2 separate regions of the Gossypium arboreum genome follow, and region 2 is linked to region 1. The links are chromatin contacts, called in public Hi-C maps. All regions are on one chromosome and are shown on one strand. The core of a region is the stretch at or near the end of the contact, and the rest is flanking DNA. Distances in the headings are between cores, read along the strand shown.

What was found. Hi-C and Micro-C count contacts between places; a contact is called where the count stands out from the background.
Region 2: a contact with region 1 is called in a Hi-C map of leaf, with 2.0 times the contacts expected there. The contact joins the promoter of LOC108459370 here to the enhancer-like site in region 1. A contact is called at or near these places in 2 of 5 Hi-C or Micro-C datasets (both in leaf).

The regions. Positions count from the first base shown.
Region 1 is chr1:12,389,053-12,394,437 of ASM2569848v2, reverse strand. No RefSeq gene overlaps it. Among protein-coding and RNA genes, the nearest start is that of LOC108459370, 33 kb to the left of the region's middle. Within about 2 kb of position 3,302, at least 2 of the 2 cell types and tissues checked have an H3K27ac peak or open chromatin away from gene starts, as enhancers often do. A contact at or near this core is called in leaf, where this site is marked.
Region 2 is chr1:12,422,567-12,427,951 of ASM2569848v2, reverse strand. LOC108459370 (bidirectional sugar transporter SWEET10-like) reads right to left here and starts at 2,812. Exons shown (of 6, transcript XM_017758731.2): 1 at 2,666-2,812; 2 at 2,532-2,568; 3 at 2,239-2,449; 4 at 1,991-2,152; 5 at 1,792-1,911; 6 at 1,191-1,710. The coding sequence starts at 2,708. The coding sequence ends at 1,447.

The DNA of each region.
Region 1 (5,385 bases), core at 2,053-4,552:
AACTGAAATAACTAATTTGCTATTTTGATCTAACGAATAAGAATTAATTTGCTCATTTTTTTTAGTAGAGGAAGCAAAATATAATCTGATTTTTAGTACAAAACCTCCATAATACTTTTACATTTTTCATATTTTTGGCATCGCGTTTATATTTTTCGTCAAATTGGCCATTGTTCTTTTTTTTTTACAGCTAAATCTGGCTCTTAACATTTCAAAAAAGAATCAAAACACTTTTTTAAACAAAAATAATGACTAAAACAATAATTTTTAATGTTGGCGTGACAATTTGCATGACAGTTAATGTACACATCATGCTAACAAAGTATCATTTGTCTTATACATCATGTCAATAAATAATTTTAAAAATTACAAAAATAAATTAAATTCAAAATTAAAAAAATTAGTATAGAGGATTGTCATGTCTAAAAATTTAACATCTTAATTAGAATTCTCGTTAAAAAATTATTTTGATTATTTTTAAAAATTAATAGTCAAATTTAATTTTTTTAAAAGATAGAGGATCAAATTTAACTAAAAAATTAAAATCAAATTAAAAAAAAAAATATATATATATATATATATAAACATTAGGCGTAATCAAATTAATGAACAAAACATAATAAAAAATTGGTAGCACGTTGGTAACGTGTAAGTGGCGTGCGTAAAAAGAGTAAAGTTGGTTGTATTTTATTAGATTGAATTTCAGAAAGATTTTGGTTGGAATATTGTTTTAGGATTGGCTGCTCAACACTCAAACACTCTGCATTATCTCAAACGTCATCCATTCCTATCTCATTACTTTGCACTTCATCAAAAGAAGGGGACAAATAAAGGATTCAACAAAGCAAGTGATTTCAATATTTATTTATTTATTTATTTTAATTTCAATATTCATTACGACCAATTTTTTTTTAAAAAAATTAAAGAGGCTAATTTTCGGATTTTATTTTAGAGTAAATTATAAAGTTTATCGCACATTTTTCATAAGTTTTTAGTTTTGGTACCATAAATAAAATTTGTAAAAACATACTCTCTGTTGGAATTATTTTTCATTTTGGTCTTTCATTGTTAATTTGGGTTAAGTAAGGTTATTGTATATTTATTTTAGTCACTCAACTTTAGTTAATTTTTTAAAAATATAAAAATAATTAAAAGATAAAATGAGTTATCAATATAAAAACTTATTAAAATCAGGTAACTAAAGCAATAATATTTCCTAATTCAAATTAATGGCATGTGACCAAAATAAAATGGTTTTGTAACTGCAATACCCTTTTTACAGTTTTTTTTTCGATGATCAAAATTAAAACTTATAAAAATTGTATGACTAACTGTGTCATTTAATCTAGATTTTAAGTAGTTCTTGTGAATTTTGTAAATAAAATACATGTTTTAAAAATATTAAAATATAATATTATCTTTTATTTCACATTTCTATATAACTATATATCTTTTGCTGACACGTGCTATTTTCCTTCTTCTTCTTCTTCTTCTTCTTCTTTTTTTTTTTTTTTACATTTTCCTAAAATGGTTAAATTTCCTTTTGGTACTTTTGTTTAAGTTTAAGTTTAATTTTGATATTTAATTTTTATGCTTTATTTTTAACTTAATTTGATCTCTATATTTATATAATATTATTAATTAGTCTAAATAATTAATATCGTTAAATTTTCAATTAAAAATGTTACATGTTTATATAATTTGAATGTCTTAAATATTGACACGAGACTTCCTATTTCTTTTGGGGTTGTCTTGTTCTTTTTTTTTTAAAATTACAACACCATGGTTAAATTTCAGATTTGACTGTTATATATGTTGAAGATTGAGATTTAATTTATATATTTTAATTTTGACATAATTTAAACTGATAATAAGTTGTATAAAAAGCTTATTTTGTAATGAAGAAGATAATTTATATTAGTAGATAACCTAAACTAAGTTCATAGTCAATGGAATCATTGAGAGCAAGTGATTCATGTTAAGGATATTATGTTGTCTATAAACTTTACTGGGAAAATGACTTGTCTTAACTAGTAGAGCAACATTAATTTTCAAAATAGAGACATAGATATAATTATTTGATTTGATAATAAATCAAATTGGACCCAAGTGAGTTAATCCTGAATATGTTAATGAGATAATTCACTTGTTAGCAAGTGAAGGATTTATGTATGTATGATTTACATACTTGGATATATTTATGCAACTCAAAGTAGTAAGCAGATTTACATATTTCATTTATAGAAAATATAATCATAATTCAAATAAAGAGTTAATGTATTCTCAATTGGTATAAAAATGATTAAAATGTGTGGTCGGAAAGATATTTAAGTTAGTTTTCGATGGTTAAAATTTAACTAAAATATAAATTCTAAATTTAAAGATATCTTATTTTTAGTAAATGTTGTTCAGGTTATTCGGTAGTCACATTAAGGATAAATTTTTAATCTTATTTTATATTATTTATAGGGATTAAAATTTGAGATTCATTAAGTTGGATTTTAAATATTAAAATAAATCATGATTTTGAATTTTGTAGTTTAAGATATGATTAATTTTGTAAATCTGACTTAATTATATCTAAAAATTTTTGAGTGATTGGTTTATAGAATGTGACAAGTTTTTCTATTTATATGATTCTAACTAGGTTTGTGGAAATCTTAAAGAAGAGCTAAGTTGTTCAAAAGAAGGAATTTCAGTAGGATTAATTTGTGACTTTTGGTTCAGTTTAAGGGGTTTTAGGTAAGTGACTTTGGTATTTTAGCACCCCAAAAACCAGCTTAATGTTTTCTAAATTTTACTTTAAATGGGCAGTAAAAGTAATCGAAAATTTTTGGGATATAAACAGCATGTAATAATGATTTGAGCAGGGCTTTTAATCTATGGCTATTAGCTATATGTTTCTAGGTAGACATTATTTAAACCATCCATATGTTTCGTTTTTAATTTTAATAATCATTCCACATATTTACTAATTAGGGCTGTACATTTCATACCTTCCATATTTTTTTATGACAATAAGTAAATTAACTGAAAATTTTATACTAACCCAACTAAACAAACTGAAATTTGGGAGATCATCGAAATAATCAAACCCACTGTTTTTCTTAAACCTGGTCCAATACAAGCAGTCCAACACTTCACCTATTGGACTCACTCCCTCATATCCACCACCTCGACCTCCAACTTTTATTACAAACCCTATCCAAACACGACATCTTCTATCATCTCATTCGTTTTTTTTTTCTCCTACATATCTTTCACTTGTAAATTAATAGACCCCCAATTAAGTCCACCTGCACCAACATCTCGTCTTCTACCATCGTTTCCAAAAAGACAAGTACATCACAACTAAGGGACTGATATTTAAATTATTCAACATTTGAGAATTGGAAGAAATGAAGCCCCAATTTAGGTTTTTAATTTTAGGGATTTTTTTAAAAAAAATTAATTATTAAATTGGGTTTGGGTTTGATTTTTTATATTTGGGTTGGGTTTTTAGTTTATATTTAATTTTTTGGTTGGGTACTTGGTTGGACTAGATTTATATTAGGTTGGGTTGGATATAGTTACAAAACTATTTTTTAATGTTTAAAAATTTGATTTGTTCTATTATTTTGGTTTAAGTTTTCAAAACTCAGCTAAACTAAGTAAACCAATATAACTAACCGAATTAAGCAAAAATTGATTTAATCAAATTTTTTTGATTTATTTGGTTTGGTTTAATCGATTTAACTGATATTTTTATGGTTATTTCTTCAGTATTATGCGAGCCGACCTTGACATTCGATGTGGTTTTGTAAGAGGAAAGTTAGATGGATGGCTATAAAAGTTGATTTGGAAAAAGCATATGGTAGGGTCAAGTGGAACTATATGAAGGACACTTTGGAAGATGTTGGATTTCCGAATAGATAAGTTATGCTTATCATAAATTGTATTTCTTCCTTGTCCATGCAGATAATCTGGAATGGCTCATTAACAGATTTCTTTAAACTGACGATGAGAATCAGGCAGGGGGATCCATTCTCTCTATACTTGTTTGTGTTGGGTATGGAACGTCTTGGGAATATGATCCAAAATGCGGTGGTGGAAGGGAGGTGGAAACCTATACAGATGGGAAAGGATAGTCCTAGTTTGTCACACCTATTCTTTGTAGTTGATTTAGTCTTTTTTTTTATCACGCTTCTATGGACCAAGCTTTATTGGTGAGAAGTATTCTGAATGATTTTTGCATGTTGTCTGGACTTAAGATGAATGCTAGGAAAACTCAGATTTTTTTCTCATAACACTGATGATGATTTGGCTGTGAATATTAGTCGCACTCTTGGATTCCAACGCGTCAATGATTTGGGTCTTTATCTAGGCATTCCGCTTTTCTATCAACATGTTATTAGGTGTACTTTCCAGTTTATAATTGATAAGGTTAAGAGTCGGTTAAATGGGTAGGACGTGAAGCTTTTGTCTATGGCGGTACAAGTTTCCCTTGCTAAATCAGTTTTATTGGTGATCCCTAATTATTTCATGCAAACACTACAGCAAAATTGACTTTTAGCGGCGTTTTTTAGGCCTTTAGCGGCGCTTTTAAGTGCCACTAACACTATTTGCGGCGTTTTTACAAGCGCCGCAAAAAAGCCGCTATAGATGGCGCCGCTAAATTTTGCGGCGTTTATTTGAAAAAACGCCGCTATAGGTCATATTTTAGCGCTTTTCCCACAAACGCCGCTATAGGTCATGGCCTTTTAGCGTTTTTCCCACAAACGCTAAAGGTCATAAAATTTAAAAAATAATAAAATATTAAAAGATCATGAAAAATATAAAAAATTAAAATTCATTATCAAAATATTGAGAAGAATAATGTCCATAATTTAAATATAAAAATTTCTATTAAAATTCATTATCAAATTAAAATAAAAATAAAAATATAGAATCAAAACTAAAATAAATAATAAAAATTAGATTAAATATAAATATAGAATCAAAATAATAAAACACCAAACTTGTATATCGCCCAATCGTTATAAGTCACTAAAAGCAAGAAAAGCAAAATGACTTAATTCATGGAATTCACGAATGTTAACATCAGACATGAGTTTAAAACTTTGTAATTCGAAAGGATGTTCAAAACCAGAATCCATAATAAATCGAAGCAGCTCCGGTTTCAGCAGAAAGTTTCTGAATCCCAAACTGTGAATTCCAACATACCCCCTACACCACATAAAAAGAACATTGCTTTACACTAAAATTAGCAGATTATATTAGAACATTGTTTACCTTAAAAATATGTATAAATTAAAATCAACTAAGGCTAAAATACCTGAGGAAGTGCTTCGACACAGCTGCGATAAGTATAAAGCACTGATGCCATCTCCTTCCCATCCTGGATAA
Region 2 (5,385 bases), core at 1,563-4,062, 34 kb before region 1:
ATTCAAACATTCTTGGACGTCAATTTGTCCAACTTCCTTCTAAATGAAGCTTTTTTAATAATTTATAATTTTACTTATCACTATTGATATAATATGTCATGATTTTTTTAATTCTTTAACGTTTTATAAAGTATTCATCTACCAATATTTGATTTTATATATTTCCATATTCATACAATCAATTCTTTTATAAAAGAAATTTAAAATATAAAAATTATTAAAAACATATTTAGAATGAATTTGGATAAAGTGACATTCATATTCCTCAGCATCTAGACATCTATTTGTCTATATTCATTCTGAATATTAAATATTTTTTATGATTTTTATAAATTTATATATATTAAAATATTTTGATTTTATATACTTTTAATTTCAAAATAATAATATAAAAATATGATATTTAAAAAAATTAAATATATAAAATATTTAAAAAATAAGTTTAGAATGAATCTGAACAAATTAATGTCTAGATTCAGTTGCATCTGAACAACCATTTATTTATATTCATTCTAAATGTAAAATGATTTTTATAATTTTATAAAACTATATTTTTAAAATATATATATTCTTAAAAATAGATGTTATATATTTTATTTTAGGTATTTTAAATTTCAAAATAGTAATATAAAAGATAATATTTTATAAAAGAATAAAGAATATATAAAATTACTAAAAAGTAAGTCGAAAATGAAGCAGAACAAATGGTTGTTTAGGTTCAAATAAATATAGACAATTATTTTTCATGTTGTTTCGGATGTAAAATAATTTTAATATTTTTACAAATTTAAATATCTTTAATATTTTATTAAAATTGATCATATATCATGATATAAGATCGTCACATGTCATTTTTCTATTATATCAATAAATTTAAAATTACATGATATGAGATCGTTACATGTTATTTTTCTATTATATCAATAAATTTTAACAACATCACTAATTAAATGAAATAAAAATATATATTTAAAAGTCAGCGGCTCAAACCCAACTATAGTCCAGAATCGGAGAGAAAAGGCATAAAAATTAAAATATTAACTGAATCCAGTTTGACTTTTAACTTTTGATCTTCTATTTTGGCCACCTTAATGGACGGTCCTTTTTTGGGGCATAATGAACTTTCTTATAAAAGCCTTAAAGCAAGGGTTCTAAACATAAACATTATGAAGGTATTGGAATCAAACACATTCATTACCAACTATCAACATTTCATTAATTATAAAAACATGATTAGCAGAGTTACAGATGAAAGATTAATACTAAGAGACGACATAAATTGAAAGATTCAGAACACATTAAACATATTAATTTAATTAAGATAAATCTGGGGATTTTTTTTCTTTTTCTTTTTTTTTTTTTTTTGCATGGGTTTCAACCCAGATTTTTCCATGCAAAAACCTCACAATATGACGTTGCATGCTTAGAATAATTCTAATTCCACTTTCAGACTTTGTTTGAAGCATCTGCGGTGTTGTTAGTCTTGATATTTTGAGCTTCACCGGTTCCGTCACCATTGTTGGGGTTAGGACCCACCGCGTTCACTTCCAGAGACACCGTCGTCGATCCCAGTTTGACGACGTCGACGACTACTTGCTGAGCCGATAATTGAAGCTTGGGATCTTCCACCATTTTCTTGGGGTAGTTCTTGTATATGGCGTAAAGAATCATTTGAAGAATTCCAAAGATAAACCCAAGTACATTGGGAACCTGTTAAGATGATTAGATGTCAAGAAAATGTTTCTAATGTTAAAAGGAATTCCAAAACATGAAATATGCTTTACAACATACAGCAATGTTCATATCCTTCAACAAAAGGCCATAGAAGAACCACATCACTGCTCCTAAGGTGAGGAAAACTGATAAAGTAAATGGCATATACTCCACGCTCTTGGTTTTTATCACTTTTCTCTGCAAAAAAGAAAACAGCGAAAAGTTTTGAAGGGAAATCAATTAGATTAAATATGGGGTTGGCTTGTTTTATGCTTACCAAAATGCCGAGAGGTGCAACGAACACACACAAAGCGAATCCCATGCAAATGTATCCAAGAATTTGGAGACGGATCAAAGGGTTTTTAAGGAAGAAAGTTGAGAAAAAGATGACTCCGAACCCGAAAACATTGAAGAGGAGGATAAGTTTCAGTGTCACCAACTGAAATTCAACCATTTGTAAACAATCAAAATATGGGAAATTAAAGAGGTACACAACTATACATATAATAGTATATAATATAGTACCTTTTCCTTCTTTGGGCCATAGTAAAAGTAAACAACAATGTAAAAAGTCTGAATGAAAACGCAGAAAGTGTTGATGGTGATGAGAAGCATAGCATCCTTCTTAAGGAGTGCATAGTAAATCCAAAGCATCGCACTGAAGAGTGATACCACGTAAGGGATTGATTGGTACCCTTCCGATGTTCTCTTCTTGTATATTTGGTAAAATGTTGGCCTGAAATATGATATATATATATAATATCATCAACCGTTGAAACAATACACTGAAATAAAAGCTGACAAAAATGGTGACTTACAGGGGAGCAAGGGAAACCAGAAATGAAACAACGTTTCCTAGAAGAAGAAAAACAAATATGAAATATCAGATATTGAGAAAGAAATGGTGATTTTGAAGTTGAAACCTTCATTAAAAGAATTCAAATATGTATACCCAGAATGCCAAAAACGAAAGCCCAAGAGACATGAAGAGCCATAATATCTGTTGTAAATTCCCTCTTTCTTTGTTTCAAAAACAAAGTTTTGATTGATGTCTCTAGTGATGAATGCACTCTTGGGGTCGATATTTATAGTGATGGAAAAGGGTAGGATTACGGCTTATTCTACTTTTTTTTTTTTTTTCATGCAAATATGCAGTAGATTCCATTTTGATTCTCAATATTATTCCTCCAAATATTTTAATATTTGGACTCACTTGACCTGAATGGACAAGGATTTTACAAACTTAAGTTGACTCAACGTGATTTACTTTGTCGACGGCTAGCAAATTTTGTTGGGAAAGTTTAACTTACAAGTTGCATATTTGTAAGTGAGTTAAAATTTATTTTTAAAGGATTAAATCAAAAAATTATTATTTTAAGAGAATAAAGTGTAATTTTCTCTTTTATTAAATTAAAATTTTATATAACTTAAAAGATCATAGTAAAATTTTATATGAGAGGTCGAGAACTCGATTCCATCCTTATCAAGAGCTACAAATATATTAAAAATAAATCATATATCGATATAATCTGAGTTGGAAAGGGAGAAAAAAAAGTGGTGAAGTTGCAAATAAAAAAAATATGGAAGGTTTTTGAAAGAAAAAACAAGGGGTAGTAGTGAACTTTTCAAGATTTAGAGATAAGCCTTTTTAGTTTGGTTGTGAATAAGCATTTGTAAGGTAAAGTCCCTTCCCCTAAACTCTAAAATTAGTTAAAAGGGTTATGTTTTTTATCCCAAAAAGGGTGGTTGGTGTTGAATGGAAGCAGCCCACATTTTACACCAAAGCCCCTACTCGAGAGTACCATTCCTAGTACATACACAAAATCACTGGGGACCCACCATTGTGTCTTTATGATGTGTCTTCCAACAACTGGTTTTTAAGGTTTACAACTCATACTTCACATTCTTTGTTGCGAAATTTTGCTTTTCTCCGTCACGGTAAGACCTCCCCCAGCCACGTCGGATTAGGCCAAAAGTTGGAATACAATTAATCAAGTTTTAAGGCTTCATTTACTTCAAAATAGGTTTATTGTTAAGTAAAATATTTAGTGGGAAATAAGAAAATGTTGTTGAAAATTTACACTGTCCTTACAGTTAAAAAAAGATATTTTTGAGAAGATAAAATATTTATTTTAAATAAGATATTGTAAAATAGAACATTTAATGAAATATAAAAATAGTATTTTTATTAAAATATACTTTTCTTTTTCAACTTAAGTTAAAATTAAGGTTTAGTTTGAAAATAAAATTGCTTGTTTACCAACTTTTTTTTTTTTTGTTTGAAGTCATGATTTGAGTTAAGAAAGACTTTTCAACTTCGATGGTAAATAAAACCATAGTTGAGAGATGTAGTTATTAAATTAAAAAAATATTTATGAACAGTAAAATGAATAAGTCTAATTAACATTCACTTTTTTTTTTATATTTTAACTAATTAGATATTTTATTATAAGTTAAAATATGTCATAGGTCTTTACACTCTTCACAAATTTAGAATTTAGTCTATTTACTTTTATTTCGAGGAAATTAGTCCATTTACTTTTCAGATTACAAAATTCAAGTTCAATTATTAAAATATTAATTTTTTGTTAAATTTGTTGGCGTGATATTTTGGAATAAAAATATTCACCTAGTAGCAATGTAATTAAAAATGATGTTGTAATAAACTTGAATTTAACAAATTAGTTTTAATAGTGTTAATAGTTAGACTTGAATTTTGAAATATAAAAAGTAAATGAGCTAAATTTTAAATTTACAGAGAGTATAGAAACTTATGACAAATTCTAACCATTAGCGACCAAAACTTTTATATTTATACTAAGATATTGATGGATGTAAGTGATAATTTTTGTGTACTTATATCGAATTTTACTATGTGAAAAATAATATGGATGGGTTTTGATCATTCTAAACTACTAAAATAATTATTTCATATATTTTTCACCTATACCAAACAAATAAGAGATTAAGAGTGCTTGCTTCATAATGTATAAATAGCTTATAGTTTTTTTTTAAGTAATCTTCTATCTCATTGTATCATTGTTGCTCAAATATGATTCAATATTATCTCTTGAAGAACCATTCATTTAATGTTTTATTCATTTTATATAATTCTAACTTATTAATACCAACAATCTTCATTTTTTAATGATTATTTTTCTTAGACATTACTTGATTGAATATGTCTAACTACTTGATACTATATATAAAGTGAACTTAAATTTTATTTAATTAAGTGATAATTAAGATATTTAGAGTTCTATTCAAGTAATAACTCTAATTTAATTACATCAATAAAATAAAACAATTAAAAATAAAATTAACAAAAGCTTTTTGTAATAAGATCATATCTGCTTTTTTTTTGACATAATACTTAGAATTACTCATAATGTAACACCCCCTACCCGTATCTGTCGCCGGAATAGAGTACGAGGCATTACCGAGAAGCACGAAACACTTACAGATAATTTAAATACATTTTCATAACAATTTGTTTTGATTTCATAATATTTCATATTTAAGCTTTATTCACTAAAGTATTTGAAATATCATCTTTATGCAAATAGCACACATGAGGTACATAATTCTATAATTATGAATGAACACATTTATCAAACATATTCCATGTTTTTATATATATCATAGTTTCATATTTCCATGTATCAATTACCA